3 separate regions of the Zea mays genome follow, and all the other regions are linked to region 1. The links are chromatin contacts, called in public Hi-C maps. All regions are on one chromosome and are shown on one strand. Each heading gives the region's core, a stretch centred on a gene start, on an enhancer-like site or on the middle of the called end of the contact. The rest is flanking DNA. Distances are from core to core; before and after follow the strand shown.

Region 1 (3,299 bases), core at 242-2,741:
AACCCCCATCGAAAATTCAAACCAGCATACGAGATATTTCCAACTTCAATATGACATCTAATGTTTATGGACAGAGATGAAAACGAACACTTATTTGAATATTATTTTTTGTCTTTTTTAATTACGAATAAATAGGATATAAATACGTTATTCAGATTTTATTCTAGTTTTTTGTATTAATCTTGTAAAGATTTATAAAAGGCAAATATCAAATTTATCACATATCTTCTTGGATGATAACTATAAAATTCACACATAGAATTGGATACAGATCATATTTTTTTACATTTTTCATTATAGGGAACAAAGAATGCATAAAACAATTTATGCAATTTTTTTTGCGATAATGTGTGATGACATAAGAATAGATTAACACCAAATTTAATGCATATCTATTTTAGAATATTAAATTTATTGAATATCCACTCTTCTTTCTATTTATGAGTTCTAAATCAACAAACCAAGTTAGCTTCAATTTTCCGTATGAAATTTACACCGACATTGTTTACCCATGTTTTTTGTTGCCGTCAAAAGGAAAACACGGTAAGAGCTAACCCCAGAAGTTTAGCTAAAAATACTAGCCAAATTTTCTGATTTAGCTATTTTTATAATAAATTTTATATAAAATAAGGAGATTATTCCAATAGACTTGTAAATCTAGAACTCCTGTATAGCGAGTGAAAAAAGATATCTAAGAACAACTCAGTAGTTCTCTAAAATACCTCCTAAATCAATAATTTAGGTAGTTAAACTAAAAAATCCTCTCCAACAGTTCTCTAATTAAACTTCTAAATTTAGCTACTTCTCATCAAACCTCATTTACTCCCTATATCTAGCAACCTTTTACCAAGTCCCGAAACAACGAAGACTGACGAAAACCAATCATATGTCGACATGATGTACCCTTTCAGGAGCAAATTGATCGTCCCACGTGAATGGATTCAGCGTGATCCGTATGCTAGGTCTTCTACCGTCACTGTTCTGTCGATAAGTACTGCTAGTAATAGCAACCAACTGCCAACATATTTCTGAAACAGATGACAACGATCTGTCACCGTATGGGTGAATCAAATGTTTTGTTACAGATGCAATCAAAATATAAGTAGAAAATATGCACACTTATTTTTTTTATGTAGATTCAAAACCAAACTACAACATATATTTAAAGAGCTATTGGACAAGTCATAATTTTTAACTCCCAAAATTATTTAATAACTTCCTAAATCTATGATTTAGAAAACTAAAATATATATAACTATTAGATCTGCTCTAAAAAAAGAAAGTGAAGTTATAGGGATATAAAGCTACTAAAATTTAAAGGGTCATTTATAAAATCTGTTGGAGATGTTTTTTAATAATAATCAAAATTTACCAAGCGTCTCTTAAAGTTGCAGTAAAAAGAAAAGGGTCGCACTCGTTAAACCTAGCTGCGAGTACTCTTTGCAATTTAACCCGCGACATGCCATCTCCCTCTCTATCCCACGCTGCCTCGCTGGAGTTGGGAGGGGGTTTCCCTCTCTCTCTCCTCCTCATCCCCCTCTTTCTCCACTAGAGAGCCGGGACCTAGCACGAGAGGGAGGGAGGGAGAGAGTCACGCCGGGAGGTCACCGTCGCCGCCGACGGCCGCGATGGCTCGCCTGTTCCGCGAGTCCCGCCGCGACTCGTCCCCCTTCTCCTCCTCCTCCAATGGCTTCCTCCCGCCGGCGTCCGCTTCCAGCCCCTCGGTCTCCGCGCTCCCCTCGCCGTTCCCGGACCTCGGGGTCGCCCTCTCCACCGCGGACCTCCGGGAGGCCGCCTACGAGGTGCTGGTCGCGGCCTCCCGCACCACGGGCGGGAAGCCCCTCACCTATATCCCCCAGTCCTCGTCGGTGGCCGCGGGGGCCACGGCGTCCCCGGCCTCCTCCGCGTCCTCGGCATCCTCCGCCTCGCTCCAGCGCTCCCTCACCTCTGCCGCCGCCAGCAAGATGAAGAAGGCGCTCGGGCTCCGCTCGTCCGCCTCCTCCAAGGGTGTCGGCAGCCCCGGGAGTGGCGGGAAGGCGGCGCCCCCGCGTAGGCCCGCCACGTTTGGGGAGCTCATGCGGGTGCAGATGCGCATCTCCGAGCCCACCGACGCCAGGATCCGCAGGGGCCTCCTCCGCATCGCTGCCAGCCAGGTAGGATCTCGTGTTTAGCTGCTGAGATTCCCGCTGAGATTTCCTTCCAATGCTGGCGTTGGTGGATTGCGTTACTAGATCTGGAGTCGGTCAAGAGTGCCATGATGTTCTCGGAGTTTGTTGAAGGGTCCGTCGAAAATTCAAATTTAGCTAAATTTACACCTATTTTCTTATTTGATTTAAAAGTATACTATGTCTTAGATATTTTTAGTTTAGGATTGGAATGCCGTTGCTAAACATGCGGCATTTTATAGGGACGAGAGTGAAATGACTTATCTATTTTTTTGGCGGATCTTGTAATTTGGGTGTCGGCTTCAGCAGCTGTTATTAATATTTGTTGCCTTCAGATACCTAATTAAGATTTTCCCTTGCTTCATTGAATATAAAATTGCATCTCTCAACTTTGTAGTCACGGATAACCTTTGTTTGTTAATTCTTACCTTGGTCTAGGGTTCTCGTGATAAAGTGCGAAGATGAATTAGGAATGCACATACTCCCTCTGTTTGAATCTGAAACTCAGTTTTAGTTTTGTTCCAGGTCAAACTTGTCTAACTTTGACCAATTTTATATAATATATTACATTTACAATATCAAATAAGGCCCTGTTTGGTTTGAGGGACTAAAGATTAGTCCCTCAAGGGGTGACTAAAAGGGACTAAACCATATTAATTCCACTTTTTCCCCTCAGTTATTTCAGTTGCACTAATGACGTTATTTCAGTTGCACTAATGACGGGAGAAGGTTAAGGGGCATTTTAGTCTTCTTATGAGTCATTTAATGCGTTCTCAACACTTTTAGTCCTTGCAACCAAACAGTGTAGAGACTAAACTTTAGTCACTCGACTAAACTTTAGTCCCTGGACTAAAGGAACCAAACAGGCTCTAAGAGGGTGTTTGGCTTCTAGGGACTAATTTTTAGTCCCGCCATTTTATTTCATTTTAGTTTCTAAATTGCCAAATACGGATATTAAAACTCTATTTTAGTTTCCGTATTTGACAATTTAGGGACTAAAATGGTATAAAATGAAGGGACTAAAAATTAGTCCCTAGAAACCAAACACCCCCTAAGAGCACTATCAAAATATATTTCATGGTCTATCTAATAAGTGTTGTTTGATCATGTAGATGATTGTGCATAAAACTATAA
Region 2 (3,299 bases), core at 540-3,039, 350 kb after region 1:
TCTGCTTGGATGCATAAATGCTTATATTTCTAGTTGGCGCTATTCTTACTCCTTGCACTAACCATTTTGAACCTTGTACAGAAATCTGGGATGCCCTTCGAGTTGCATCAGAGTCTGAGGTATCCCATGCACAGGCTGTTGTGGAAAGTGCAGGCATAATTGTTTCTAATGCCGATCTGACTCTCTGCTACGATGAAAGGGGTACGGCTTTTTCTGCTTGATTCTTTGGCTTTCTGTTATCCTTTCACGTTTGTTCATTTGTTTTAATTTAGTTCCGTTTTAACATTCCAGGTGCTAAGTATGAATTGCCCAAGTATGTTTTGAGTGAACCAACCAACCTGATCCGAGACAGCTGAACGGCAGCCGGCCGTAGGAAGACCCACCGATGTAAAAACTGTAAATGACTGCAGATGCCGCCAAATTGGTCCCTTGCTTGTGGTAACTGGAGTGCCTCGAGTAACCTTCAGATTTGCTTTGGCAACTTTCGGCAATAGGGTTTTCCAGTTCTAGTGTTCAGATAAAAAAAAACTTTTGCGTACCCTCGTCTATTGTTCTTGGTTCTACTGTAAACATGAGTCTGCTTAGAATTCTTTGGAGCGAGAATGCTGCTGAGATTGTTCTCGTCCACTATCATGATACAAGCTGGAGCATACGTTTTAGAAACTTGTCACATCTCGTGCAACTAATTATATTATTATGTGGTCTGGTCTGACATTTGAAATGAAATGCATGATAAGGAGCAAATCGCAATCTAATTTTTACATTATCGCAACATATCCGATGATACTGGAGTTTTACATTATTATCATGAGAATGATGCTGATTCATCTAGTGGTAGTGTTGCGTGGAGTCTGAGAACCTGAACCGGCTGAATGCCTCCTCCATCGCCATCACCATCGCCAGCAGGTCCAGATCCATCCCTCCTCCGTCTTCGTCGGCGACGCTCCTCTCGCAGAGCGCGAACCGGCACACCGGGCAGCTGCCGTGCCCCTGCACCCAGGGAGCGATGCACCCCTGGTGAAACGTGTGGTTGCAGGGCGTGACCGCAACCTGCTCTCCAGGCAGGAACGTCTCCAGGCATATGGTGCAGACCTTCTCCTCTTCACTGGTTTCCTTCCCTGTCCGGAGGTTACCTCTGCCGCCGCCGCCATGCTTCTGCTGCTGCCTGTATTCGTCCTTCCTCAGCTGATCCATGGCCTCTCTGAACTCCTCGTTGGTCAGTCCAGCGTCTCCTCGCCTGTGTCTCGGGTTTAGGGGCGCGCCACTGCCGCTGCTGCCATGGACACGGTGGATATGGAATGGTGGCTGCAACGGGTGCCTGAGCACAACATCAGTTGGCGGGCAGATGGTACGGGTGATGATATCGTCAAGTTTCCAAAAGTTCAGTGCAACTGAAGCTCCTCAGATTGAAAACGCAGGAAGAGTCTTGTGAACTGTACCAGGAACTGGAGCGCTCGAAAGGTGGTCTTCTGAACCTGTGCTCCGAAAGCCTCCAAGGGTAATCCTGCAACCAAATCCAAGAGCATGGCTTCCTTTGACCTTTGAACTTGCAAAAAAATGAATGAACTTGCATGTCTCTCGAAACGTGCAAAGATGAGAAGAAGAGGAAGAAGAAGAGTACCCCATGATGCAGAGGCCACGGGGACCTCCTCCTGGTCCTGGATGGCAACTGAGGGTACCAGGCGTGCTGAAACTCACGAGGGACGGGGCCGTACTCCGGCCCGTAGCTCCCGTCTGCCCGCCGGCCGTCACTCATCTCATCTCCCATTGTGGTGACCACCGGGGAGGGTGATGACCGATGAGTTCTTTGAGGGTGTCGCTATGTGTAGTATAACCAACCATCGATCCATGTACTGGGGCTCAGGCTCACCACTCACCAGGTGGAATGGAGAATCAGGTGCTTTGCAACCGATGCCCACAGAGGATGGGGTTGAGCATCAGGTTCTCCTTCAAATCTCATCTGATCACGCATTGTTCTCGTCGTCTTTTTTTTTCTTTTGGCGCGAAGCCAAATGATATATTGCAGCACAGACAAATTTGGGAGCATTTTCGACTAGAATGCACACAGAAAGTGAGCATCCGATTGCCCTTCCTGTCACTCATGTTTATCATGTGATATATTGTGATGTGCCTAGAGTGAGCATAAAACCACGGATTTATTTCTCATGTCCTCACATTGCAGAATACTCCATTGCAAGTTCAAAGGTCAAAGCCAGCCATGCTTAGCTTGTGGGTTATCCATCCTTTTCATTTCAAATCATTTGGGCTATCAAAATTCATCTGAATATAAACAAATTCTAAAACGCAAATTTTACAAACGACCTCGGATGAAAACATATGCCAAAATAAAAGTTGCAGAACTTAGAAAAGTTTACGAAACTTTGTAGTCGACAACCTTTTTGTTTGAATTCGTTTACCGCTTACAAAGGCCAGCGCAAATCGATTTCTCTACACTCGCGGTTGGTGGCGTAACTGAACCGCCAGAACAAATCAATTTTTACTCAATTAACCACATGTGGAAAAAAATATTTCAATCATATGCATGTGTATGTTCAGCTGCGGTGCGCTGAATTCGATTTGTTGGCATATCTTTAATTTCGACCCCATCGATCTCTCCTTCAATTCAATCATGTGTATGTTCACCACTTGTACAGTGTACGTCGTCTTTGGTTTGCTTGCATTTTGCGTTGGGTCCCTAACCCTAACTAGACCTTGCAAAGGCTTTCGAAGCCCATGTACTGATGCCGCTCCACCCTGTGGACTATGTTTGAGATGCCTACCCCTCCTGCAAAGAGCCAGCAGAGATGCATGGTTTTCAAACAAAAGCTGCAGCTCTTATTGTTGGTGATCGACTTCAACAGATGAAGGCAGGGCATGCATGGACGATCGATCGATCGATCGATGCTGTACGTACGTACGTACCGAGCGTAAGCGCGCTGACGAAGATCATGGACGCCAGGATGAAGATGATGAGCGACGCGCGGCCCAGCCACGCGATCAGCTTCCTCACGCAGTGCTGCCCCGTGATGGCGGCCACGAACGCCACGCCCGTGAAGTAAGCAGCTGCAGAATCATCAAAACCAATGCAAGGCGATCGATCGAGAGAGCGAGGGAACCAAGAAATTAATAGCGGATGCATATGGTGGTAGGTACTAGTACCATAAGGCACTGGGAAGCGGTGCAGCAGGTAGTACTCCACGACCGACATGGACGACGAGAACATCATCGTGAACGTGGCTGTAGCACTAGACACCTGCACGCACGAGGATTGCTCTGCCAAGCTAATAAGTTGGTGACCG
Region 3 (3,299 bases), core at 213-2,712, 290 kb after region 1:
CCCGTTGCTTGAGGAGACCCTCGGGCGAGACGTGAATCCACCTGGGTCTGCTGTTCTTGCCCGAGGCTGGGCTCGGGCGAGGCGAGATCGTGTCCCTTGAGTGGGCGGAGCTTTGACTTGTATTGCGCCCATCAGGCCTTTGCAGCTTTATGCTGATGGTGGTTACCAGCCGAGTTTAGGAGTCTTGGGGGTACCCCTAATTATGGTCCCCGACAAATACATATATGCTCTGGCAAGCTAGCACAAGTATACTTGATGGTTGTTGCCTAATAAAGATCGGTTAAAACCAAATCGAATTCTCGGTTACCCAAAATATCGGTTTACAGTTACCCGATAATTATTTCGGTTCTCAATTCCAAAAACCCGAAATACAAAAAACCAAAAAACCGACTCGACATTTCAGGTAAAACCGAATGCCCTAGGCTGTGCCATTATCTCTTCTCACACGGAAAATCAGACATCCACACATACTATGAAGTCCATGGCTGCAAGTAGGAGCTAGGAGAATATGTTATTTTTAGCTTCACATTCCTTTCACCCTATGCCAGGAGAAGTAGTTTTTTTTTTCATTTTATCTTGTTTGGCATCAACCAACTTTTGAACTTCAGAGATACTAGTATATAGTCTATGCTAACGATACGAAAGGAGGGGTCGACGACAGCGGTGTGCGAGTAAGGGAAGGGAAAGCGGGTGGCGGTGTCGCGGGGGAGAGGGGAGGCTGGAGGCGACAGGGCCGTGGGGAGGTGGAGGATAAAGGATGATATAAATAATATTATCTATTGGATTTGAGTAAGAGAGAGAGGATTAAGTCTGGGTGTAATTTGTTTGGTGTATTAAGTGGAAGTTATGAGTATGAGGTGATTTGGTTGGCTGTGTTTTAATTATACAGTGGTATAGAAATGACGACAAAATGGATTTTAGCTATCCATCTGCCACTCTTCCAAAAGACTTCGAAAAAATGTCATATTCTCCAACACTTTAAATAGCTTGTTTGGTTCGCTGCCTAACTTGCCACACTTTGCCTAACTTTTCTGTCCAAGGTTAATTTTTCAATTCGAACGACTAACCTTAGGCAAAATGTGACATAATTAGCTACAAACCAAACAGACTCTAATGGAGTGTTTGGTTTGAGGAATGAACTAGTCCATCGTCTTCTCACCCATCACTATTTTTGTTTGGTTTGTGAAATAGAATGAGTTGATCCATCACCATCTCATTCTTCGTAGTTAGTTAGTACTAATATGAGGAATGAAGTCATCCCACCAAATCTGAAAAATGAACTTATGATGTACCACCTTAATTTGGATGGTATGATTTCTCAAACCAAAGTCCCCTATCTTTTGGGCCGTTGCTTTTGGACGGGTGCTGTTCATAGACATCTTCTCCAAAAAAATTACTCCTATCATACACATAGCTCTGGGCTTCCCATATTTTGGGCCGAATCACAGGTGCCTTTGGAGCCCGGAAACGGGAGTCTGGAGCATTTCCGAGTTGTCTCCACCGCGCAAGCGACGAGAAGGCGGCGCGCCACCACCGCTGCTGGCCTGCCGCCACGACTCGCCGGCAGACTAGGCTCCTATGGCGCGCCGCCGCGTGCTGCTCTTCCTCAAGCCCTTCGACGTATACCCTCCCCGCCCGTACGTCGGAGCTGCGGCCTCTTCTCCCACCTCTGCGCCCTCGTCACTGCCGCAACCGCGCGCCGCCAACCCCAAGGTCGCACCTCTCTCTCTCCTTCTCTCATGTCATGTCTTTGATTATGATGTTCACATTGCTTGCGAAGGACTGGAGCGGGGTGTCAGGGTTGTCACATGTTTTGACAGACGAATGTAGGCTCCAGTGGGAGTGGGAATCAGCAATTTTCATCGAGGGCCAGACAAATATGATGACACCCTTAAGTGTGATAAAAAAAGCGTATGTCTCGATAACTTTTTAAGGTTTTTACAGATGTACCTAGTATTTGTAACAAAAAAAATCATAATATTATGATAAAATGGGTGAATTGCTGCCTTGCTGTGCTGTAAACCGAACTATTTATCTGCTGTGTTTGTGTGGGTGGGGGGTGGGGGAGGGGGCATGGCCCCTGCTGCCCCCCTGGTTCGGTCACTCAACGGTCTAAACTGTAGTATTCACTTCTTCGCGTTTGGATCCTGAAAATGACACTAGGGTTTATTTTCTAAGTTTCTTATCCTCGATAATGGTGTTGTCCGTTGTGCGTGACCGCGTTTGATCCATTTGAGTTGAGTGAGCATAATGCTTGTCCAAATGGCGGTGGAGTTCAGGTGTTCGTCAAAATGCCTCTACGGATCGTGACCTTTTACTTTTACATTTCGGTGTCCTGGATCGCTAACTAAGATGCTGTGCTTGCCACCCTGCATTAGCCATTGCATAGTACTTACAAAATGCCGTAGCATGACATTCCATAGGGAACTTGTTGCATGGTGCACTGTTGTTGCGGCAATGAACAACTCCGTCATGTTCAGGCTTTTTGGTTGTCCCCCCCCCCCCTTGATTCATTTTGATACCACAGATACTTTTTGATATGGCTTAAAGAAACTTACCTATCCTTCTCTTACCATCTTGGTTTGCCCAGGTCTTGAGCTATCTGGATGATAGGTGCAGAGTTCACAAGGACACTATTGATCTCTGCCAGAGTGTCTTACAGCGCAAGTCCCTTGACTGGATTGCTGTGCAGCGCAATCATTTGTGTCAGCCAATACGTGATGTGGATCTTGTGGTTGCTGTCGGCGGCGATGGCACCCTTCTCCGGGCTAGCCATTTTTTGGATGATTCAGTTCCTATATTGGGTGTTAATTCAGATCCTACTTGTACTAAGGAGGTCAGTTGTTTATCCTTTTCTAACTCAAGTCTCAGCTTGAAATCAGTGAGGTACAATACTTATATCATAACCAGTATGTTATTATGTCATGGTCGGGCGCACGTATGTGAGACGGCGTCGTGCCCGTGACGTGCGCCGGGCCCTAGAGCAAGCAGCGGCCATGCAGGAAAATATGCAGGACACAAGCGCAGCTAGGGGCTAGGAGGGAAAGTAGGATAGCCTACTGTTATTCAGTTCCTTAGATTGTGGAGTTTGTTGCTCCTTTCGGTTGGGCCTCTGGCCATATAAGATTGTAACCGCACAGGAGATAGGGAATCAAGTATTATCAGCCTATCATCTTCCTCTTCCTCTCTAAGCCGGCAACACGGGGGCATAACCCGGTTGACGAAGGCGGCGACGACGTGGGGGTATAACCCTGCCGGCGACGACGGATCGCGACTACGAACTACGTAGCCGGGGTCCC

Evidence for each region. Hi-C and Micro-C count contacts between places; a contact is called where the count stands out from the background.
Region 2: a contact with region 1 is called in a Hi-C map of ear, with 4 times the contacts expected there. The contact joins the promoter of LOC103647376 here to the promoter of LOC100279395 in region 1. A contact is called at or near these places in 2 of 25 Hi-C or Micro-C datasets (ear and tassel).
Region 3: a Hi-C map of ear shows a contact between it and region 1, with 2.6 times the contacts expected there. The contact joins the promoter of LOC100193842 here to the promoter of LOC100279395 in region 1. A contact is called at or near these places in 2 of 25 Hi-C or Micro-C datasets (ear and tassel).

Annotation. Positions count from the first base shown.
Region 1 is chr2:181,214,663-181,217,961 of Zm-B73-REFERENCE-NAM-5.0, reverse strand. It overlaps LOC100279395, which reads left to right and starts at 1,491. Exons shown (of 5, transcript NM_001360969.1): 1 at 1,491-2,153. The coding sequence starts at 1,629.
Region 2 is chr2:180,860,910-180,864,208 of Zm-B73-REFERENCE-NAM-5.0, reverse strand. It overlaps LOC103647376 (RING finger protein 165), which reads right to left and starts at 1,789. Exons shown (of 3, transcript NM_001301555.1): 1 at 1,622-1,789; 2 at 1,440-1,504; 3 at 674-1,318. The coding sequence starts at 1,768. The coding sequence ends at 829. LOC103647377 (sulfite exporter TauE/SafE family protein 3) reads right to left here. Exons shown (of 12, transcript XR_004856384.1): 10 at 3,160-3,273; 11 at 2,923-3,063; 12 at 2,339-2,785. LOC100286222 reads left to right here. Exons shown (of 4, transcript NM_001159110.2): 3 at 82-201; 4 at 292-755. The coding sequence ends at 356.
Region 3 is chr2:180,921,387-180,924,685 of Zm-B73-REFERENCE-NAM-5.0, reverse strand. It overlaps LOC100193842, which reads left to right and starts at 1,462. Exons shown (of 5, transcript NM_001138924.3): 1 at 1,462-1,713; 2 at 2,591-2,836. The coding sequence starts at 1,579.